Regions from separate parts of the Mus musculus genome. Here regions 2, 3, 4, 5, 6 and 7 are each linked to region 1. The links are chromatin contacts, called in public HiChIP or PLAC-seq and promoter capture Hi-C maps. All regions are on one chromosome and are shown on one strand. Each heading gives the region's core, a stretch centred on a gene start, on an enhancer-like site or on the middle of the called end of the contact. The rest is flanking DNA. Distances are from core to core; before and after follow the strand shown. Region 1 holds the start of 1600012H06Rik (RIKEN cDNA 1600012H06 gene). Region 2 overlaps Chd1 (chromodomain helicase DNA binding protein 1). Region 3 holds the start of Dact2 (dishevelled-binding antagonist of beta-catenin 2). Region 4 holds the start of 4930474M22Rik (RIKEN cDNA 4930474M22 gene). Region 5 holds the start of 4933401D09Rik (RIKEN cDNA 4933401D09 gene). Region 6 holds the start of Prdm9 (PR domain containing 9). Region 7 holds the start of Pdcd2 (programmed cell death 2).

What was found. Promoter capture Hi-C pulls out the DNA fragments that hold promoters and counts their contacts. HiChIP or PLAC-seq counts read pairs in DNA pulled down with a chosen protein or histone mark. Capture Hi-C pulls out chosen DNA fragments and counts their contacts.
Region 2: a contact with region 1 is called in an H3K4me3 HiChIP or PLAC-seq map of bone marrow-derived macrophages, with 4 times the contacts expected there. The contact joins the enhancer-like site here to the promoter of 1600012H06Rik in region 1. A contact is called at or near these places in 8 of 39 promoter capture datasets (the C10 cell line, hematopoietic stem and progenitor cells, hippocampal neurons and 3 more), 1 of 484 Hi-C or Micro-C datasets (B cells), 2 of 115 datasets of contacts at active chromatin or transcription factors (bone marrow-derived macrophages and memory CD8 T cells) and 2 of 9 other capture datasets (adipose tissue and liver).
Region 3: a promoter capture Hi-C map of embryonic stem cells shows a contact between it and region 1, with 5 times the contacts expected there. The contact joins the promoter of Dact2 here to the promoter of 1600012H06Rik in region 1. A contact is called at or near these places in 8 of 39 promoter capture datasets (the 3T3-L1 cell line, cranial neural crest, embryonic stem cells and 4 more), 1 of 484 Hi-C or Micro-C datasets (embryonic stem cells), 12 of 115 datasets of contacts at active chromatin or transcription factors (astrocytes, bone marrow-derived macrophages, embryonic stem cells and 4 more) and 3 of 9 other capture datasets (adipose tissue, embryonic stem cells and pancreatic islet).
Region 4: a promoter capture Hi-C map of adipose tissue shows a contact between it and region 1. The contact joins the promoter of 4930474M22Rik here to the promoter of 1600012H06Rik in region 1. A contact is called at or near these places in 8 of 39 promoter capture datasets (the 3T3-L1 cell line, 3T3-L1-derived adipocytes, cranial neural crest and 4 more), 1 of 115 datasets of contacts at active chromatin or transcription factors (bone marrow-derived macrophages) and 1 of 9 other capture datasets (adipose tissue).
Region 5: a promoter capture Hi-C map of liver shows a contact between it and region 1, with 4 times the contacts expected there. The contact joins the promoter of 4933401D09Rik here to the promoter of 1600012H06Rik in region 1. A contact is called at or near these places in 3 of 39 promoter capture datasets (liver and pre-B cells).
Region 6: a contact with region 1 is called in a promoter capture Hi-C map of liver, with 3 times the contacts expected there. The contact joins the promoter of Prdm9 here to the promoter of 1600012H06Rik in region 1. A contact is called at or near these places in 7 of 39 promoter capture datasets (the C10 cell line, fetal liver, liver and 2 more), 3 of 115 datasets of contacts at active chromatin or transcription factors (astrocytes, memory CD8 T cells and pancreatic cancer cells) and 2 of 9 other capture datasets (adipose tissue and liver).
Region 7: a contact with region 1 is called in a promoter capture Hi-C map of liver. The contact joins the promoter of Pdcd2 here to the promoter of 1600012H06Rik in region 1. A contact is called at or near these places in 11 of 39 promoter capture datasets (the 3T3-L1 cell line, the C10 cell line, the HPC-7 cell line and 7 more), 7 of 115 datasets of contacts at active chromatin or transcription factors (astrocytes, bone marrow-derived macrophages, effector CD8 T cells and 4 more) and 4 of 9 other capture datasets (adipose tissue, liver, macrophages and 1 more).

What each region holds. Positions count from the first base shown.
Region 1 is chr17:14,941,853-14,944,552 of GRCm38.p6, forward strand. It overlaps 1600012H06Rik (RIKEN cDNA 1600012H06 gene), which reads left to right and starts at 1,332. Exons shown (of 2, transcript NM_026451.2): 1 at 1,332-1,467; 2 at 1,715-2,700. The coding sequence starts at 1,761. The coding sequence ends at 2,318. Wdr27 (WD repeat domain 27) reads right to left here and starts at 1,272. Exons shown (of 25, transcript NM_175173.3): 1 at 1,245-1,272.
Region 2 is chr17:15,741,748-15,744,447 of GRCm38.p6, forward strand. Chd1 (chromodomain helicase DNA binding protein 1) reads left to right here. Exons shown (of 36, transcript NM_007690.3): 16 at 410-572; 17 at 1,331-1,483. Among named protein-coding and RNA genes, the nearest start is that of 5830433I10Rik, 38 kb to the left of the region's middle. Within about 2 kb of position 1,409, at least 62 of the 459 cell types and tissues checked have an H3K27ac peak or open chromatin away from gene starts, as enhancers often do. A contact at or near this core is called in bone marrow-derived macrophages and memory CD8 T cells, where this site is marked.
Region 3 is chr17:14,202,393-14,205,092 of GRCm38.p6, forward strand. Dact2 (dishevelled-binding antagonist of beta-catenin 2) reads right to left here and starts at 1,439. Exons shown (of 4, transcript NM_172826.3): 1 at 1,122-1,439. The coding sequence starts at 1,337. It overlaps Gm34510 (a long non-coding RNA gene), which reads left to right and starts at 1,315. Exons shown (of 3, transcript XR_001782252.2): 1 at 1,315-1,408.
Region 4 is chr17:14,397,555-14,400,254 of GRCm38.p6, forward strand. 4930474M22Rik (RIKEN cDNA 4930474M22 gene) reads right to left here and starts at 1,388. Exons shown (of 3, transcript NR_027986.1): 1 at 1,185-1,388. Smoc2 (SPARC related modular calcium binding 2) reads left to right here. Exons shown (of 13, transcript NM_022315.2): 10 at 1-69; 11 at 1,817-2,091.
Region 5 is chr17:15,630,489-15,633,188 of GRCm38.p6, forward strand. It overlaps 4933401D09Rik (RIKEN cDNA 4933401D09 gene), which reads left to right and starts at 1,300. Exons shown (of 4, transcript NR_045431.1): 1 at 1,300-1,407; 2 at 2,529-2,611.
Region 6 is chr17:15,562,081-15,564,780 of GRCm38.p6, forward strand. It overlaps Prdm9 (PR domain containing 9), which reads right to left and starts at 1,251. Exons shown (of 10, transcript NM_144809.3): 1 at 1,141-1,251; 2 at 734-857; 3 at 335-442. The coding sequence starts at 1,209.
Region 7 is chr17:15,525,998-15,528,697 of GRCm38.p6, forward strand. Pdcd2 (programmed cell death 2) reads right to left here and starts at 1,304. Exons shown (of 6, transcript NM_008799.2): 1 at 994-1,304; 2 at 376-615. The coding sequence starts at 1,276.

The sequences.
Region 1 (2,700 bases), core at 82-2,581:
AAATGAGACAAAGAACTTCTTGCCTTTCCACCCATTTATAAACCAGGAAAAGTCTCCAGACATGAAATCTAGTCTTAAGAACTGTGTGCATGCTTTCTCCTCCAGCCAAGCAAGATGCCTAAAGGAAAGACAGCCAAGGGAAGAAGGTGACCCTGAGCATCGCCGGTGTCAAGGACCAGGAGGCCAAAAAAGTGGTCAATCCTTAGTTTGAGAAAAGGCCCACGAATTTCGCCATTTGGGAAGGACATCCAGCCCAAAAGAGATCTTACACGCTTCATCAAATGGCCCCGCTACATCATGCTGCAGCGGCAAAGAGCCATCCTCTACAAGCGGCTCAAAGTCCCTCCTGCCATTAACCAGTTCACCCAGGCCCTGGACAGGCAAACAGCTTGCCCACAAGTACAGGCCAGAGACAACGCAAAAGAAGCAAAGGCTACTGGCCCCTGCTGAGAAGAAAGCTGCTGGCAAAGGCGACGTCCCAACTAAGAGACCACCTGTCCATTGAGCAGGAGTCAATATAGTCACCACCTTGGTGGAGAACAAGAAGGCTCAGCTGGTGGTGATTGCCCATGATGTAGACCCCATTGAGCTGGTGGTTTTCCTGCTTGTCCTGCCCAGGTTGGGGCGCCTGGTCCACAGGAAGAAATGCACCACTGTTGCCTTCACATAGGTTAACCCGGAAGACAAGGGTGCTCTGGCTAAGCTGGTGGAAGCTATTAGGATCAATTGTAATCACAGATATAACGAGATCCGTCGCCACTGAGGAGGCAACGTGCTGGGCCCTAAGTCTGTGGCTCGCGTTGCCAAGCTGGAAAAAGCAAAGGCTAAAGAACTCGCCACTAAACTTGATTAAATGTACACTAAGTTTTCTAATTACTAAATTACTTCCCAAAAAAATGTGGGGGGTGGGGTGATGGCAATTGTGGGCTTGGGGGGGGGGGAGGAATCATTTCTTACTAGTAGTTCTCATGTTGAAATTTATATTTCCCTTCTGTCATGGTTTAAGACAAATCCAAAAGTGTCCCTCCCGGTGCTGCCCGCACTCAGGGGCTTGTGCTGCAGGGCTTAGGGAGGCCACTCACGCGCGGCTCTGGGGGCGCGGGAGGAGAAGGCTGGACCGGGCGCGGCTCGGCCCTCCGCCATCCGGGAGCAGGCTTCCCAGTCATCCCCTCAAGGGAGCTTGTCGCAAGCTGCAATCCCTGGCAGCCTCACCGACCGTCCAGCCCACTTTCCCCGGAACTCACCGACCACGCCAGCCGCGTCGCTATGGTTACGGGGGAAAGCTGCTCTATTCTCGCGAGAGCCTGGCGTTACCTCACTTCCGGTCCCTTAGGCCGGAGTTGGTTCCCAAAAGCCCTCGCTTCCGGAGTACCACACTTCCGGGCGCGGCCTCTTTTCCGCCAGCTGGGGCGAGTTCCAGGCTGAGCCCGGGTGCTGCGGGTGCTGCGTGGCCTGCGGGGCGTGGCGGTGAGTTCGGGGTTGGCGACCTCGCTATTCTCCAGACACCTGCGCCCCCAGGGGCCTGTCCTAAGGTCCCTCTTACCGCTTCCCTCTTCCCACCCGCCTCCTCTGCTCCTCCCTCTCTGCTGTTCCCTACTCTTTATCCCTTCTCTCCTTCCCCTTCCCCACCGTCGGTTCCCGGGACCCAGGTGCACGAATCTTGGTCTGCGTGGACGAGCACCTCGGGTCACGCCTGTCACCCGTACCTTCCCAGCACAGCGACTGCAGATGAGGGAGTCCCCGAGTTGAGTGCCCCAGCGATGGCTACTCCCTGGAGGCGCGCCCTGTTGATGATCCTGGCGTCCCAGGTGGTGACCCTGGTAAAATGTTTGGAAGACGACGACGTCCCGGAGGAGTGGCTCCTTCTGCACGTGGTCCAGGGCCAAATAGGAGCCGGGAATTACAGCTACTTGCGGTTGAACCATGAGGGTAAAATTATTCTCAGGATGCAGAGCCTGAGAGGGGATGCGGACCTGTACGTGTCGGACAGCACTCCGCACCCGAGCTTCGACGACTATGAGCTGCAGTCTGTCACTTGCGGCCAGGATGTGGTCTCTATACCGGCACACTTCCAGCGACCGGTCGGGATAGGAATTTATGGACACCCCTCTCACCATGAGAGCGACTTTGAGATGAGGGTATACTATGACAGAACTGTGGATCAGTACCCATTCGGAGAGGCTGCCTATTTCACTGACCCAACAGGAGCCAGTCAGCAGCAGGCTTACGCTCCAGAAGAGGCAGCCCAAGAGGAGGAATCAGTTCTCTGGACGATATTGATTAGCATTTTGAAACTGGTGCTTGAAATTCTCTTCTGATCCCTTGAATATGCTGGAGCACAAACCCTTATTTTCACAGAGCGATTACAGTTTGCTGCGAACCTAGCTACTTGACCTGGTGAAACTCTGGTTACTTTTTTCTAGACTAGGATGGAAAAATAAAGCCATACAGTTTTGTTACCTCAGTTTACTCCCCAAGCAGGAAAAGCAGCAAGCACAATATTTTAGAGATTAAAATTCCTATAAAAAGGAGTCTGCTCAATAAAATGTTTAAATGCATTTTGGTTAGTCAGGTGAGTAAGAAGATTACAGTAACAGGCTGTATAAATCAGATTAAACTTTACTGCTGGTGCAGAAGTTGATGACTGTAGAATTTATAGACATTTAAATGAAGTACAGCACTTCGAGTTTTAAAGTCTTT
Region 2 (2,700 bases), core at 159-2,658, 800 kb after region 1:
TCCACAGCTCTCAGGGAAATGATGAATGTCTTTATTACACTACAGAAAGCCTTGGTACGTGGTTGATGGATCAGACAGGTTATGTGTCCGGCTTTTTTTTGTTTTGTTTTGTTTTTGGTTTTTGGTTTTTCTGGACAGGGTTTCTCTGTGTAGCCCTGGCTGTCCTGGAACTCTGTAGACCAGGCTGGTCTCGAACTCAGAAATCTGCCTGCCTCCGCCTCCCTAGTGCTGGGATTAAAGGCGTGCGCCACCCCCGCCCCATGTGTCCGTTCTGAGTCTGACATATGAGGTTCAGTGCATCCTGGGTGTAACCACGAGCTTCAGGATGATGACTAATGCTGGTTTTAAGCTTTCACAATTTATCTTTGTGATCTGCTGAATATTGTTTATGTGTCTTTTGTTTTTGAAGGTGGATTTTAACTAGGAATTATAAAGCCCTCAGCAAAGGTTCCAAGGGCAGTACCTCAGGCTTTTTGAACATTATGATGGAGCTAAAGAAATGTTGTAACCATTGCTACCTCATTAAACCACCAGATAATAATGAATTCTATAATAAACAGGAGGCCTTACAAGTAAGACTTTTTAACTATTTCTATTGCTAAAGCAGAATTCTAAGAATATGTATTTCAGTTTTAGGATAAAAATAGTAGAGTAATATAATATATTCATGTCAAGTTCTCTTTGGTTAATGTTTCATTTAAGTGATGGTGTTATTATTTGTATTTATGAAAGCTTTTAAAATTATAATTTATAAACATAGTCTTTCAAACCAGTGAGTTGTTTCTATTTATCAGACAAAATCTATTAGTGTCTTAGAGATTGTGATATGGCTAAATCTGACTGTAAATAGTAGCCTAAAGGAGGGCTTTCCTTCATAGATGTTACCCCTCTGTTACTGTTGAGAGGCAGTTCAGACGTGAAGACACACTTGGAATTCAGTCACAGTAGTTCATTGAGGAGTGAGCATCCCTGAATTAGAAAAGAATATGTTTGCTTGCTCTGTGTTTGTTTAGTTGCTTTTTTTTTTTTTTTTAATGTATGTTTGTTTTGGCTAAATCTTAGAGAAGTAGTGTAAGAGCTGGCAAGTAGAATGATACAGCAGAAATAATAGTCTTGTTATGCCTGGTTAGGGCAGGTTTGATGTACGTAATAGAGGAAGATGGGAAAAGCTCTAGACAGTTTTGAAAGCCAAAGTAACTTTTCTCTTCAGCATTCTGAAAAGCTTAAACTCTAAACTGGATAGAGTAGAAACAACTGCAGTATTCCGTGGGGCTCTGGACTGTTTCCTGCTTTACCACGTTGTAATAGGTGTACTCTGCTGTTTCCTTAGCACTTAATCCGTAGTAGCGGAAAACTCATCCTTCTCGACAAGCTGTTGATTCGCCTAAGAGAAAGAGGCAACCGAGTGCTCATTTTCTCTCAGATGGTGCGGATGTTAGACATACTCGCAGAGTATTTGAAGTACCGCCAGTTCCCCTTTCAAGTAAGCATTTCTTGGTTTCTATTTTTCATTGTATTCTTGGGCTTATTTTATTGAGTCACTTTTTAGATTATTTTGCATATAAATTATATTTCTCTTAAACATACTGAGAGAATCATTTGTTACTTTTCTAAGTTTCATTTTTTTTCTCTAAATTTTATTTTAATTTTGTTTTTATGTTGTATATTGTTAAAAGCTGGACTAAAGTGGTATTTCTGTGCTAAGATGGGTCTGAAGGGCAAGCTTTGGGAAGTAAGATGACGTCTGAAAAGAGAAGCTGTCCTTGGACACATGCAGGCTGGTCGGGCTGTAATGCTCTGTGTGCTGTGGGAAGCCTTTTGTGTGGTTTGCCAAAAAAAAGTTGAGCAGGGCTCAGATAAGAACAGGCTGACATCCTGTCTACTTTCAATTCACAGTGAAGTTTGTTCAGTGGGATTAAAACCTACACCGATGAGTGTTTTAGTGTTAGGGTCAGGTCCTATTCTCAGTACATTATACCTCGTAGTGATTTCTTTGTCATTAATTTTGTGTTTATGCGTGTGAGGGTGTGTGCATGTGTGTTTGTGCTTTGGTGCTCTTGTGGGGGTCAGAGAACAGTTTTGTAGAGTCAGGCCTTCCACATTCATTCGGGCTCCAGGGCTTGGACTCAGGTTCCTAGGCTGGCTTTTTACTGTGTCGTCTTACTGGCCTCTTGGAATAGTACCGGGAGTACAGCTAACTCTCTGTGCACACGACTGGTACACGATGGATGTTTACTGTAGGCAGAGGAGTTAGACTGAGAGTTAGTGTACAGGGTCGCTCTGTTGAAGCTTGCTCACACTATGCTACATGTAGTTTGAAAGTAGGAGTACTATACCTTTATGTGTTGGTGATATTAGCACAATAAAAACACAGTAATAGTAATATACTGGGAACAGAATGCAGCGCTACTGTAGTTAAGAACCGTTAGCACACCCTCAGGTGGAGAGCTATACTTAAGTCATGTCACAGTAAATGATGCAGAGGTTTTATTAATTGCAATTTGTATTTTAATGGAAAAGAAACACAAATTAGATTTGGAAGAAAGCTTAGAGCACTGTTCTTAAACCACTGAAAATTATTTCCTTAAAATTTTTTCTTGGGACTGGACAGATAGAAAATGGAAGCAAATACTTCCTTTGTGTGGCTCACAGCAAGCTGACTCTCCACCTTCATGGGATCTTATACCCTCTTCTGGCTTC
Region 3 (2,700 bases), core at 189-2,688, 740 kb before region 1:
CCTTCAGGAACGGGTCATGCTTGTAACTCATCAGTGCGCCTGCCTGGCTGAGATCACGTGACCAGTGTGGAGCACCCCCACCCACCCCTAAAGACAGGCACCTGTTATAATGCCTTGGTCCCGTGGGTGCAACAGTGTACAGAGTCCAGTCCTCACCGGCCATGTCTCTCTCTGGGCAGCAGTTGGGTGTCTCAGACTGGAGGAGACTGTCAGCTGGATTCCGCCCTCAGCCAGATCTCTTACACTCAGGGAAGATTCCAGGTGTCCTGGGGAGTAGTGACTCAGACACTGGACTTCCTGATTCTTTAGACACAAACCCAACACTATTCTGAACTAAAGTTGATTGGAACACAGCAGTTTCACCCTGAACTTTACCAAGAGGCTACTTTCAACAGGACAGATCCAAATTTCACCGTGAAAAAAAAATCCCACTTAAAGAGTTGTGGACGCAACGCTATCACACTCTTTCGAGTGCGCACTATTTTGTTCTTTTAAAAATACTGCAGTACTGAGGGGAAGGAACCTTGAGCTGTTTCTAGAAATGGGTAGCAATTCTACTCCCGAGGGGCCCCAAGTGGTCTACAGAGGGGGACTCGATGGGCGCGGGTAGATGAGAAAGCGCCACTAATCCCCTCTCCCACGTTCCGCATACCGGAGGACACTCGTCTTATTTTTTTTTTTTTTTTAATGGGATCAGGTGACGTGCAATCTTGGAGACGATCCTCAGCGGGCAAGACTCCTCAATGACCCAAGCAAACCCAGTACAGTGCCCTGTGGCTCAAGTTCACGCAGTGTAGCCACGCAGTGTAGCCGGATGACCTGCTCCCGGGATGAGGTCAGTATGTGCGCAGACTCCTGCCAGGCGGAATGGAGCCCACGCTCCCCACCACAACAGCCTGTGTCTAGCCAGACTTGCGCGCCGCCGCACCAAGGTTGTGTCCGCCGCAGAGGCGGTGCGCAGTCAACCCCGGGTCCCGCGCGCGGCTCTCCAGCTCGCACCCCGCGGCGCGCTCCCCACGCAGCCGCGCATCTGCTCTTTCCGCTCGCACATTCCACGCAACTGCGCCCCGATCGCGCCCCAGCAGGTCCCTTCGGCCGCTCGCGCCCAACTTGCTCCTTACCAGCTGCTCCCGTAGCGCGGTCAGCGCCGCCTCCAGACGCAGCTCCTGGCCGCGGGGCCCTGGCGCAGGGTGCAGGCCCAGAGCTCCCCGCACGCGTGCTTGCTGCGTGGCTCGCAGCCCCTGAAGCTCCTGCAGCCCGGCCAGTGCGGCTCGTAGTCGCGCGCCCACCCTGCGGCGGTCCCAACCCGCGGGCCCCTGGCCGCTCGGTGCCCACATCTCCCGGACGCTCAACCGCCGCGCCGCGCGTCCCCGTCGCGTCTCCCCGCCCCCGGCTGCAGGTCGCTTAGGTGGGTTGGGACCTATCGCTGGCCGCGGAGGGCGGTGTTTGCGACGCCCGAGGTCACAGCGGCCGCCCCCTGCCCGCCCCGTCGACCGGCCGCGCCCTCGCCCAACCCCTGCGCCCCTGGGACCTATGAGCTCATCGGGGAAGGCCAAAAGCCCCTCCGCAGAGGGACAGAGAGGAGCTTAAGCATAGGCAAAGGTTTTGTTTAGGTTTTTAAATTTAAAAAAATTACAAAAGAAAAAAATTTACATTGCAAGACGCACGTTCCTATTTGTAAGCTGATTAAAATGGAAAATCCTATACCAGGTTCGCCAATGTACATGGAAAACCTGCGCTCGCTTCTCAGTACCGAGTCCAGCTTCACACACATGCTACGCACCTTTAAGGAAGCTTCTAGAAAGTTCCTGAGGTGTGCAGCTCTCACCATGGTGGTCACTTCAGCAACACTGTCTGGATCCCAGAAGCAAGCCGCACACTCTCAGTCGCCCCCACCTCCTTTACTCACTCCATGCTCAGAGCCCCCCAGCGGCCTCCTGTGGACACTGTCTTGAGTGGAATCCTGTTATCCGGGTCTTTTGCTGTTAGACTTCCGGGCGCGCCCATTTTGCAGCACTTTACTGGCCGAGTAGAGTATCTATAGTCTTCATGTTCCTCCAGTGATAAGTTAGGAAGAAGCTGTCATCCACTTCTGCACACAGGCAGGATGAAAATGCTTTTCTCTTCCTTGAGTGTCTACCGAAGGCAGGAATTGTTGAATCGCGGGTGGTTACTGAAGAGACCACTTTCCCGTGTTCTTACCATTTCCTCCCAAGCAGGGGTGGGAAGGTGCCTCCATCCAGAGCACCCAGGCCTGTGGAGTGTAGCTTGCAGTGATTCCTCGGGCAGGAGGAAGTTAAGTATCTTTTCCCTGTAGAATCGGTCATTCAGGTTCGCTACTTGCTTTAAGTTGGCTATCTCCTTAGTAACGAAGACCAGAGTCTCCTTTAAACTCTTTCCTTATTTGCAATTTCTTTCTTAGATACAGGATTCTCACAATGTTTTCTCCAGTCTACAGGTTTCTATTCATTTTACTTCCCTATTTTTGTTTTGTTTGGTTCTAAGACCGGGTCTTACTACAACAGAACTACTCCGTAGACCAGGCTGGTCTCCAAGGAACTCCAGCCTTCTGTGTGTACCTAGATCACAGCTTCGCAGCACTGAGCTTGGTTAAAGTTTTTACTCTTTATCTTTACCTCCTTGCACCAGTTTTCCCCGCTTTTTACTGCTTTCTGTGTGACGACTGAGAAGTCGCTGCCT
Region 4 (2,700 bases), core at 138-2,637, 540 kb before region 1:
AAGTGTCCTGGATGCGCTCTCCACAGACATGGTTCATGCCGTCTCTGACCCCTCTTCCTCTTCTGGCAGGTATACTGTGTCTTGCTGCAGAGCAATATGCTGGCTTGAAGCCCAGAAGTTTGAAGGAATCTGGGAAGCTAAATTCTTCCTGGCCGGTGGCCATGTGAGATCAGGCAGTTCACTTGAATGTCTGAGAGAGAGAGAGAGAGAGAGAGAGAGAGAGAGAGAGAGAGAGAGAGAGACAGAGACAGAGACAGAGACAGACAGAGACAGAGACAGAGACAGAGAGAAGAGAGCGCCTTAGAGGAGGCGGACCATGGGGAACAGCCTCCCTCTTCATGATCAGCGGCTCCTGGGGCCCAGGGAGGCCTGAGAAGAGGAACACACTTGCTTTGGGTGGATCTATAGGTTGAAACTGAGTCTGAGACTTATCTACTGGGTTTTGACTTATCTACTTTGGAATTCTGCAACTCAAAAAAAGTTGGCTTTTTGGTTTTTGTTTGTTTGTTTGTTTGTTTACTTGTTTTTGAGACATGGCTTCTGTGTGTAGCCCTGGCTGTCCTGGAACTCACTCTGCAGACCAGGCTGGCCTTGAGCTCAGGGAGCCACTGCCTCTGCCTCCCGAGTGCTGGGACTTATTTATCGTTGATCCCTGCTATGCACATGTGAGGCTTATCTTCTTATCCAGGTTCAAGTGTACAGCTGGGGCCTTGATCCCACCAACAAGGCTCACCCTACAGATGCTCTCCTGTGTACACTGTAGACACAGTGAGACTTGGTTTTTTTTTTTTTTGTCATGGTAGGAATAACGGTGCCTGTGTGCCCACTTCCTCACAGTACAGGGTGATGGAGCTGTCCAGGTGGTACTTCAGTACTTAAACTCAGCTCTGGGTGTTCACAATCTCTCACTCTTATTTCTAAAAGAAACTTTATTTTAAAGTTTTTTTTTTTTGTTTTTCTAAAAACACTTGTTCCCATGCCGTCCTGACAGCGAGCTCCTGGCTGTCTCCTGTATGAAGCCTCCTTAGCATAAAGCCACCCTTCATCTTGTGCTTTCTTTGCTAAGGAAGGCATAAGGGGAGAAGGAACACTGAGGGGGAAGTGTCACATTTGCACAAGCTAAGGCAAAAGAAGTCAACTAAATTTCAACCTCCTGTCATGTACTATAGAAGTGACTGACTTGCCTTCTGAGTGTCTGACCCACAATAGTGCCTGCGAGCCCAGTCGCTGGGGGCTGTTGGCATCTGCTTGCTGTGTTTGCACTCTCACAGAGGAAAGTCCATCTAAACAGTGGAGTCCGCTGAGTCCAAAGTGATGGCATAGGTTCTTCACCTCAGGTGAGAGGTGGACGTCCTTCCGGCACAGTGTCAAGGTTTGACTCACAGCCTGACTTATCTGTATCTCAGAATGTACAGCTTTAAAAGAATTCCAAAGAAAACTGTCTAGTTATAACTGAAAAAAAATTTGATATCACCTCATCTATTTACGTGTCTCTTGCATACACAGTAGACAAATTATCACATTAAGGTAGAGAGCCTGGCACTTTAGATGCCTTTGGTGGATGCTGTTATTTCTTGACCTGAGCCCAGGTCTCAGGTCAGTGACCTTGAACTCAAGGCCTTGGGTGATTGAATAACCACAGTGCACACATTGCTGTGGTGTTCCTTGTTCTGAACACACAGGCTTATATTTGAAGGTGGCCGTATCAGGTAGTGCATCAGGGTAGGCACAGGTGTGAGGGTGGGGAAGGGGGGAGCCAGAGTCAGGGGGCACAGCAGCTTCCGCCTTCTGTCTGACATGCTTGCTCATCCTCTAGGCTGTCAGAGCCAGACCCCAGCCACACCCTGGAGGAGAGGGTTGTACATTGGTACTTCAAGCTGCTTGATAAGAACTCTAGTGGAGACATTGGCAAGAAGGAGATCAAACCCTTTAAGAGGTTCCTGCGAAAGAAATCCAAGCCCAAAAAGTGTGTGAAGAAGTTTGTGGAGTACTGCGACATGAACAATGACAAGTCCATCACCGTGCAGGAGCTCATGGGCTGCTTGGGTGTCACCAGAGAGGAGGGTAAAGCCAACACCAGGAAGCGCCACAGTAAGCCTTACTTACGTCACTACTCTGCACTTTAATCATGTTGGGGTTTTGTGTCGAAGGGGTTGCTTCCTGGATTTGACAGGATGCCTTACGGTCTGGTGTATAGGAGATACACGGTATGCCATTGGTTGTTGTCAACCACGTAGAAGTGACCACGGGTGGTCAGCATCTTGTCACCTGGCCAGGAGAGCAGCAAGTCTCAGGAACATAAGCTGAGTACAGCTCTAACCCCCAACCTGTTCCTGTTCTAATCACAATGGCTATCCGTTCAAACGTGACTTCCCTCCTGATTGTAGAACCATTGGCGGTAACTGGCCAGCACAGTTCATAGGCTCTACTGGAACATTCAGGCCAAGTCAAGGGCAGTGAAATAATCACCTCTAGGAGATCAGTTGTCCCAGTGGGCTTAGCTGGCTTAACACTTGGATTCTCTGTGGGGCTGGCCTAAGTCACCAGATGTAGCAGGAGTAGAGAGGGTTCCAGGATAGATAGATAGAGTCTGAGGTTCTCACATTTGATTCTATGATTTGGTGACTGGCTTCATCAACATGTTGGAGAGCATGTGTGGAACATGAGTGCAATTCTCCCTTTGTACCTCTGAGCCGTGTT
Region 5 (2,700 bases), core at 50-2,549, 690 kb after region 1:
CTTATGTACAAAGTGGGGCTGAGGGTTTAAAATAACATATGCTTCTCCATTGTGGTTAGAAATAACGGTCTGACATTGAAGATGGCTTAATAAATGGGTGTCAGATCATCCAAGCAGATCCCGATGTATCCAGAGAGACAGGAATGTGGGGGGTTAACTTCAAAGCATTTTAGGTTGTTTTCAGCTCCCGACTTCTTGTCCCAAGTAAATTCAGCATTTCTGAGACCCTCAGTGCAGTATTGGGGATGTCTAATCAATGTGTAAGATCATTGCTGTACAAACACGAGGACTTGAATTTGGATCACTGGCGCCCACATAAAAATCCATAGCAACATGCATCTATAAGCCTAGTATTAGGCTGTGGAGACAGAAAGATCCACAAAATTCACCGGTCAGGCGGGTTAGCTGAAATCTGTTAGCTCAGTGTTTAATGAGAACCACTTGAAAACTAAGGTAGATTGAGTGTGATGGTGATGCCTTTGATCCCAGTACTCAAGAGGTTCAGAGTGGTCAGGGCAATGTAGAGTCTCTTTCGCTCTCCTTCACCCTCCCCCTCTCCCTTTCCCTTAAAAAGAGTGAAGAGGAGCCTCAGCATGGTGGTGCCTACCTTTAATCCCAGTATTCCAGAAGCAGAGACAGGCAGACCTCTGAGTTTGCCCGCCAGCTTTATCTACATAGCAAATTCCAGGCCAGCCAAGCAGGTACATAATGAGACCCTGTCTCAAGTAACAAAACACAAACCAAAAAGGTAAAAACAAACAAACAAACACCCTAAAAACAACCAAAAACCAACGCCAAGGTGGAGAGCAAGAGAAACGTGAAGATTGTAGACAGTGACCATCGGTTTCTACCCATATACTCACACAAGAGCACACACACGGTGGTTTAGCCCCCTTCTCTACCCTGCATTATCCTCATACATTTTCGTTCCTTTAAATGTTTTACTTAAGGAATGTTCCTCTATACCCCCTCCCCCAAAATGTTCCATGTAACCTCTCCCAACGGCCCCATTGGTTCCCGTTTCATCTGGGAAAAAAAAAAATTTTTTTTTCACAAAGAAGAGAAACTCGCGCTGCAAGGGACCTTGATCCTTCCCCCTCAGGCCAGATACAATTCTTTACACAGTTCCTTTACTTTTTTCTTATTCCCCTTCTTTGATACTCTGTAGCTCCCTAACTGCTTCTGCTAGCTCATTTTAGTGCGCGGGGGTGGGGGGTGGGGTGGGGGGGCGGGGAGCGGGGGTGGGGTGGGGGGGGACAGGGCTTCTGGCTGTGAGAGTAGTCACGGTCACCCTGAATCAACACTATCCCCACCAGGCACTAATCAGTTCCGTCTCTCCTGCCTCTGCTCCTCCAACTCCCTCCACCTTCCTCCGTTTTACTCTGCAACCAAATCATCTGCTTACAGGTTTGTAACAGTTATTTTTCAAAAGTCTCTCTAGGAATGCAGGATGGCAGGATCCATCGCAACAGATGAAATTTAAACTCTCCTGCTAAATTACCAGAGGACCTCCTCTTCAACGAACCGAACCGGGAACTACGCCTGTCTGAAAACCACCCTCCTCACCTTAAGTGTCTTATGCGGATAATGAGGTAAAAGAGACAGTAAGAGAAACCTCTTGAAATACTCGGGCACCATCCTCAGAGAGCTTCAGGAAGTCTCTGGAGGTAGCTTTGCTAACATGCCAGTTTTAGTCACTATTGTTTTTCTCTCCTGGGAAGCAAAACTTTAATGAACAGTATTTAACCTGAACAGTCCCACAGTACCACAACCCTGGGGACTCTGATAGCACTTCCTGTCCCAGGCTCTTGGCCAAGGCTTACTCAACTGGCTCCCTCTCTGCAATGGACAGATTCTCCTGTAGGCAACACTCATTTGAGCTTCAGTCCCTTGACCTCAGTATTTTAAGTTCTATTAAAATTAAAATGAATAGTCATATGACATTTTAAGTTAGGCTTTGAGAATTGGCTGTCATTGAACTTTTTGAGAATAAATCAGATTAGTGAAAAAGAGTGAAGTTATGCTGCAAATTCTAGACCAGGTACTATCTTAAAGGCAGATTTTTCAAAAATTATATTTAATTGTTTTTATCTTTTATATGTGCAAGTGCACAGTGTATGTGTGTGTGTGTGCGTGTGTGTGTGTGTGTGTGTGTGTGTGTGTGAGTGTGTGTGTGTGTAGATGAGAAGGCAAGCTGTGGGAGTCAATTCTCTCCTGTATGTGTCTGGAGGGTAGAACTCAGTTGTCAAAATAATCTTACTCCCTTCATTTCCAACTACAGGTAATAAACCTTCATACACAGGTTTATTAGAGGGATTTCTTATACCTGTGTTTGATGAAAGACAAACTTAAATCTCTAAGTAAGGAATTGGATTATTTATTTATTTATTTATTTATTTATTTATTTGTATTTTTTGCTGCTAATCCCCTTTCAGGGGCCTGCTTCAATCTCTCTAGAATATACTGTCCACACATGTTTGCTTCACTGTGGCAAGTGAAAATCTGCTTATACTGCCTGTGTCTTCCAGATACATTTTTTTTCCTGCAAAAAGACACGAAAGAAGGAGAAACTTTCCACTCCTAATGAATATGAGGATCTTGATAAGTCTTGGTGAGCTCAGCCCTTCATTCATTGTAGCACTACTTAGCATCCCTGTGCATTAATACAAACTAAGACGTTAAGCAGCTCCTTCCCCTTTA
Region 6 (2,700 bases), core at 1-2,500, 620 kb after region 1:
AAGCACGCAGGCTACAGACTAGGTAAGGTGCTTATCCTAGCTACTTTGGGTTTGATATTTCTTGTTCATGCCCAGATTTGTATATATTTCATATTTATTATATTTATAAATAGCATATAGTTTTCACATATTTTAAAATGTACAGGAATAGATTCTTACTATTAATTTTGCATTGCATCTTGTTTGTTTGCTGACCCTTGATTCTGAAACACCCAGTTTTCAGAAGTTGGTTCTGAGACATTATGGAACCTAAATCTGGCTTGGTTTCCGATGGGTACTTCTAAATTCTCCTGCCCCCTCACCTCACTTCTAAACTCTCCTAGCCTCTCCTCACCTTGTTGCTTAGGTGTCCACTCTTCATCAGAATCCTCACTGTCATTTATTTGGGGTTTCATTGCTTGCCTTTGGTAACACATGAAAGCTGGTCTAGGGGCTCTGAGACCTGAAAAGCAGCAAAATATTCCTCTTAAAAAGGCCCTAGAGGATGGAACAAATGTATCACAAGGCCAGGTAGGCTCTGGGTGTGGAGATGAGATCTCTACAGGGCCAGTGCTAACATTTAGTCCTGGACACACAGACACACACACACACACACACGTTTCCTCTAAACTTGTCTCCATTGGGAACTGTACCACTGTAGATACCTGGGAAGACCCTAACATAACATGGGAACATGGGAACTGAGATTTTATTTTTTTAATCTAGACTGGTTCAACCGAAGACTTCTTGTTACCTATTGAAATCAGCATTTTATAGTTCCTTTTCACATTTCTATAGCGAATTTTCTCCCACTCTCCCATCTCTGCCCATTCTTCTTTGGAGAAGTATATGGAAATGTCTTTGAATTCATCTTTGACCTGGGGGAAAAAAAATAAAAACAAAAAACGGAACATGCTGGGCCGGGCTTGGGACCCTGGAATGTGGTCTCAGTGACCAAGGTTATCCTCCCATTCCCAGAACCTTCTTTAAGCAAACACTGGATGTTCATGCTGACAGAGCAGTTGCTAATGAGCCTTTCCTCTCTCACATATCGGGACCCACCTTCTTGTCATAGGAAAAATCAATATGGTATTGGTACTCAAGGCTGTTTGCCTCTGCCCACCCCATGATCCTCCTGACTCAAGGATAACTTCGTACTACCTTGGGTTTCCACTCGAATTTCCCTGTATCTTCTTCAGGACTATTTTCTTCCAGCTTGTTGGTGTTCATGGTGCAGGACATTTCACTGGAGAGGTCCAGGGTCCTATGGTCCTATGGATGAAGAGGTAACTAAGGGCCTTAGGCGATCAGAGATGCCCACCAGCACATGGGAAGGAGCTAGGGGCTGGGAATCCATGCAGCCAACACAGGCAGCTTCTTCGGACTCCGAGGTCTAGTACTCTGGTGCAGGAGCAAGGATTCTGGACTGAGCCCTAAACCTAGGCACCGACCCTCCGTCCGGGTCAGGACCTGCGACAGCAAGGAAGGAAGATTCCTCCCGCCAACCGGTGTCCCCCCCCACCCCATTCCCACTTGCTCTTCATCTGGACCAAGGAGTCAGCCAGGGTCTGAAAGATGTTTTCAGGTAAATGGATTCGGGAATCCCGAGTACAAGGGATTGAAGTCCCTCTGGTGAAAATGTAGGAACGCTCTGGCTGAGATTTTAACTTTGGGGACCTCGGGCTGAGGAGTGGGGTGCATCAGATTGAAGGAATTGGGTTCGTAGGCTAGAGGAGTCTTTCAGGCTGTGAAATAAGGTTTGGAGACTCGCAGTCTGACGAGATTTGACGATTATGTCACGAAGAGTTGGGATTTGTCACGTCGGAGGTATTTAGGGTCCTGCGGGACGAGAGCATTTAGGATCTCTGGAAGCCAATCTGGAGTGACAGACAGGTCCTCGAGACCGAGGGCGTCTGGGGTCTTTGGGGCTTAGGAGAGTCTCTACGCTGAGAGTCCAGGTTTCCTGTCTGGAAACTTAGTCTCTCTGAGGCGAGCTACCCAGGTTCCTCAGGCAGAGGCTGGGTTGGTTCCGCACAAGTGCATTTGGGACCTCACTCAGCCAAAGGGCGTTTGGAGTTCCCGAGAAGCTGAGGTGACCGGGTGTGTGCGTGTGAGCGCGCGCGCGCGTGTCACGCTGAGGGGGTCCGAATCTAATTTAGGGGATATGGGGTCTCACGGGCTGAGCCTAGAAAGCCTCGCTGGTCCTGAAGGTTTCGCCTGCACTCATGGTCCAGAATCCCGCGGCTCTGAGGCCACCGCCGGCGTTCGTCCCTCTGAGGAGTTCCGAGGCTGACTGACAGGAGAATCCGCCAATTGACAGACAGCTGGCTGAGGGGCGGGAACAAGAAAAGCGGAGGGCGGAGCTCTGCCTGTCAGTCAGGGTGCAATTCCTGCCCGTGGCTTTCTCCAGGCTGCCCCTCCCCTCGCTGGGATTGCCAGGCCCCTGCACGAATCAGGTAGTGGCCAGCGCGCAGGCGCACACTTGTTCTCTGTGCGGCGTCCGTTCCTTCAGACTCCTCTTTTTCAATGTGGCAGGCTGTGTTACCTGACCTGTGTCCTGTCTACTAAAGGTCTTAAAACCATGGAGCAGAGCTTTAAGTGCTTAGGTCTGCTCTAGAGTGGGGTTTCAGTCAATCTCCAATTGGAGCTGGGCACCGGGAAGCCGGGGATGAGGGTGGGACCGGAAGTCCAGCTTTGGCAGGCATACCCTGAGCTCACGTC
Region 7 (2,700 bases), core at 54-2,553, 580 kb after region 1:
CCCCAGAGCTCGTGTCTCTAGCTGCATATGTAGCAGAAGATGGCCTAGTCGGCCATTACTGGGAAGAGAGGCCCCTTGGTCTTGCAAACTTTATATGCCCCAGTACAGGGGAACACCAGGGCCAAGAATCAGGAGTGGGTGGGTAAGGGAGCAGGGCTGGGGGGGGGGGGGGGGGTATAGGGAACTTTCGGGATAGCATTTGAAATGTATATAAAGAAAATATCTAATAAAAAAATAAAGCTGGTTGTGTTTTAGATTAGCGAAGTGTTCATGTTACCAGTTCCTAAAACTTTTAAAGTATGTTTTCTAATTTCAAGTTTAACCAGAAACTGGAGTACCTCAGTTGACAGAGACGGTAAGGCTAAGTTGTCTTACCTGACTGTGTACAAGCCTGCTTGTGTCCCAGCCGCCAGTCTAATGTCTGATGCTCCTTGCTGCAGTAATGTGCCTGTTTGCACCTAGAGCATGTCATAGGGGCCAAGCAACCACAAACCCGACAGAGATGGGCTCCAGACTTGAGCTGGAGGCACACACATTCCGTACCCAAAGCTTCTGTTTCAGAAGGGGGCTCATAGGAGTAGAATGCGTTGTTCCTTGGTAGCTGATTACGAAAAACTGAAATGAAGAGGAGAAAGGGGTACGTGAGATTATCTTTCCGTGAAACAAAATAATTGAAACATTTGAACCGTTTTCGGTGCTTCACCTCATAAAACCTCATTTAAGGAAAACCTAAGGTTTTTGCTTTCGGGGTGGGGGGGCGGTTTTTATATGAAAGGGAATAAAAATAAAAGCTAAAGAGCTTTTAAACCCGGGAAGAGTTCCGTCTGACAAGAGAAATTGGCTTTAAGGAGTCCGTGCCCAGGATGAAAGGGACACGATTCTAAGACAATTCCGGTACCTGAATACAACCACTCGCGCCAACCGATCGTCCTACGTCCAGGGTTCAGCCCCCGTGGCAACCCTCGCCCGGGTCCTGTCCCGGCGGCCGCTCACCTCGCAGGCCGGCGCAGCACGGCGGCTCGCGACAGCAGAAGAGAAAGAGGCTGCGGTGGAAGGCGTCGTCCCGGCCCGGCAGCGGTGCGTACACCTGCAGCAGGAAGGCGAGCGGGCGGCCGCAGCGCGCACACGCCAGCGCCCCGGGCCCCGGCAGCTCCGCCAAGCCCAACCACGCGGGCCGCCCGCCCACTTTGCTGGGAAACTGCTCGCTGCGCAGCCTCCAGGCCGGTGCCTCCTCGGCGAAGCCCAACTCCACAGGACCAGGGGCGGCTGCAGCCATGCTCGCAGCAGGACTCTGCCACCAGGCCGGAAGAGGGCGGTCACGTGTTAGGCCGGAAGGCGGGAGGCGGGGTCAGATCTCGAGCTGGGACCGGACTGGAGGTAACCCTATAGGCAGGAAGCAAAAGTGAATAAAGGACGCTGGTGAGCAAGACTACCTCCATCGAACTGTCACTGTTTCTGGGGATCCGAAGGCCGGAAGCTCTTCAGACCTCTGAGATTAGGGTGTCGGTTGTAGATCCTCAGGTTGGAGTGAGGGAAGTGGGGGCATTCTCAGCACTCGGGGACAAAAGACAAACTTTAATTAGTTCGCAGCTGTAGCCTTTCGCTATTGGGTAAGAGACTCAGCCCGGATCAGAAACATTTCATGGTTTATGCCGTTAGATATTGTCATAATCTTTGTGATTATCTTAGAGTGGTCTTTTAAAATCTCTGCTTCAAAAGAGGTTTTTCCCGGAGCTGAGCAAGTTTTACAGAAGCTGAATTTTCAGATTTTTATTATGACAGTTTCTCTAGCAAATGGAACTTGCTAAGTGGATATTGGTGGTGGTCACTTCTTAAGGGAGAACAAATGCGTGCTTCCTTTGGAAGAGAAAGGGGCAAGTAGGCTTCCCAAAGCAGAAGTTAGCAGTTTAGGTTATTCTGTTATCTCAGAACAGAGAGTTTCTTATTCTCTTATCTTAGTTTTATGAAACTGAATACATCCTAAGTAATGTCGCCAATCATAATTAATGTTGAAGTTTGCTATTTTTATCTTCTCTTTCAAAGGGAGGCTCTGTTCTCCTGTGGAAGAATTGAGGTTGGGGGCGAACCCACACAGACCCTTGAAACCTGTCCTCATGCAGTTAAAGGATGTTCAAAACTGGGGTGGAGGAGAAAGATGACCGGATACAGTTGAGGAGGAGCACTCGAAACAAACGTAAATCATAGCGCTCTGCTTCACACAGTTGGGTGCTCCCATACTCGCTGCCCTGTGTGTTGGATTTAGACAGGAAGCAAGATGTAAAGACAAAACAACAGTGGGTTTTTTGGCTAGTGTAAACAAGAATTCCTGGAAAGGAGCTGTCTACAAAGTCTGGTTAACTAATAAAACTTTTTGACTTTGAAGAGTTTAGAATCTTTAGAAATGGTACTATTTCTCTTGGGTTGTCTTTAGCCCCTTAAAGATACCTTAGTGGCCGCTTTTGTGTCAGACCTAACACCTTGATAAACAGATAAAGACTATTGGACTGTATTAACAAAATGCTATTCTCCACCAATCAAAAGGCTAACAATGCTATCAGATGGTGTCTCAGGTCTGTACTGAGATTCCTCTGTAACTACTTAATGTTTCCACAAATGCATTCATTGTTAAAATACCTTGATTTCAAATTTCCTTTTTGTTCTGTTACTATAAAAACTCCATGAAAGTGCTTCCACACTGGA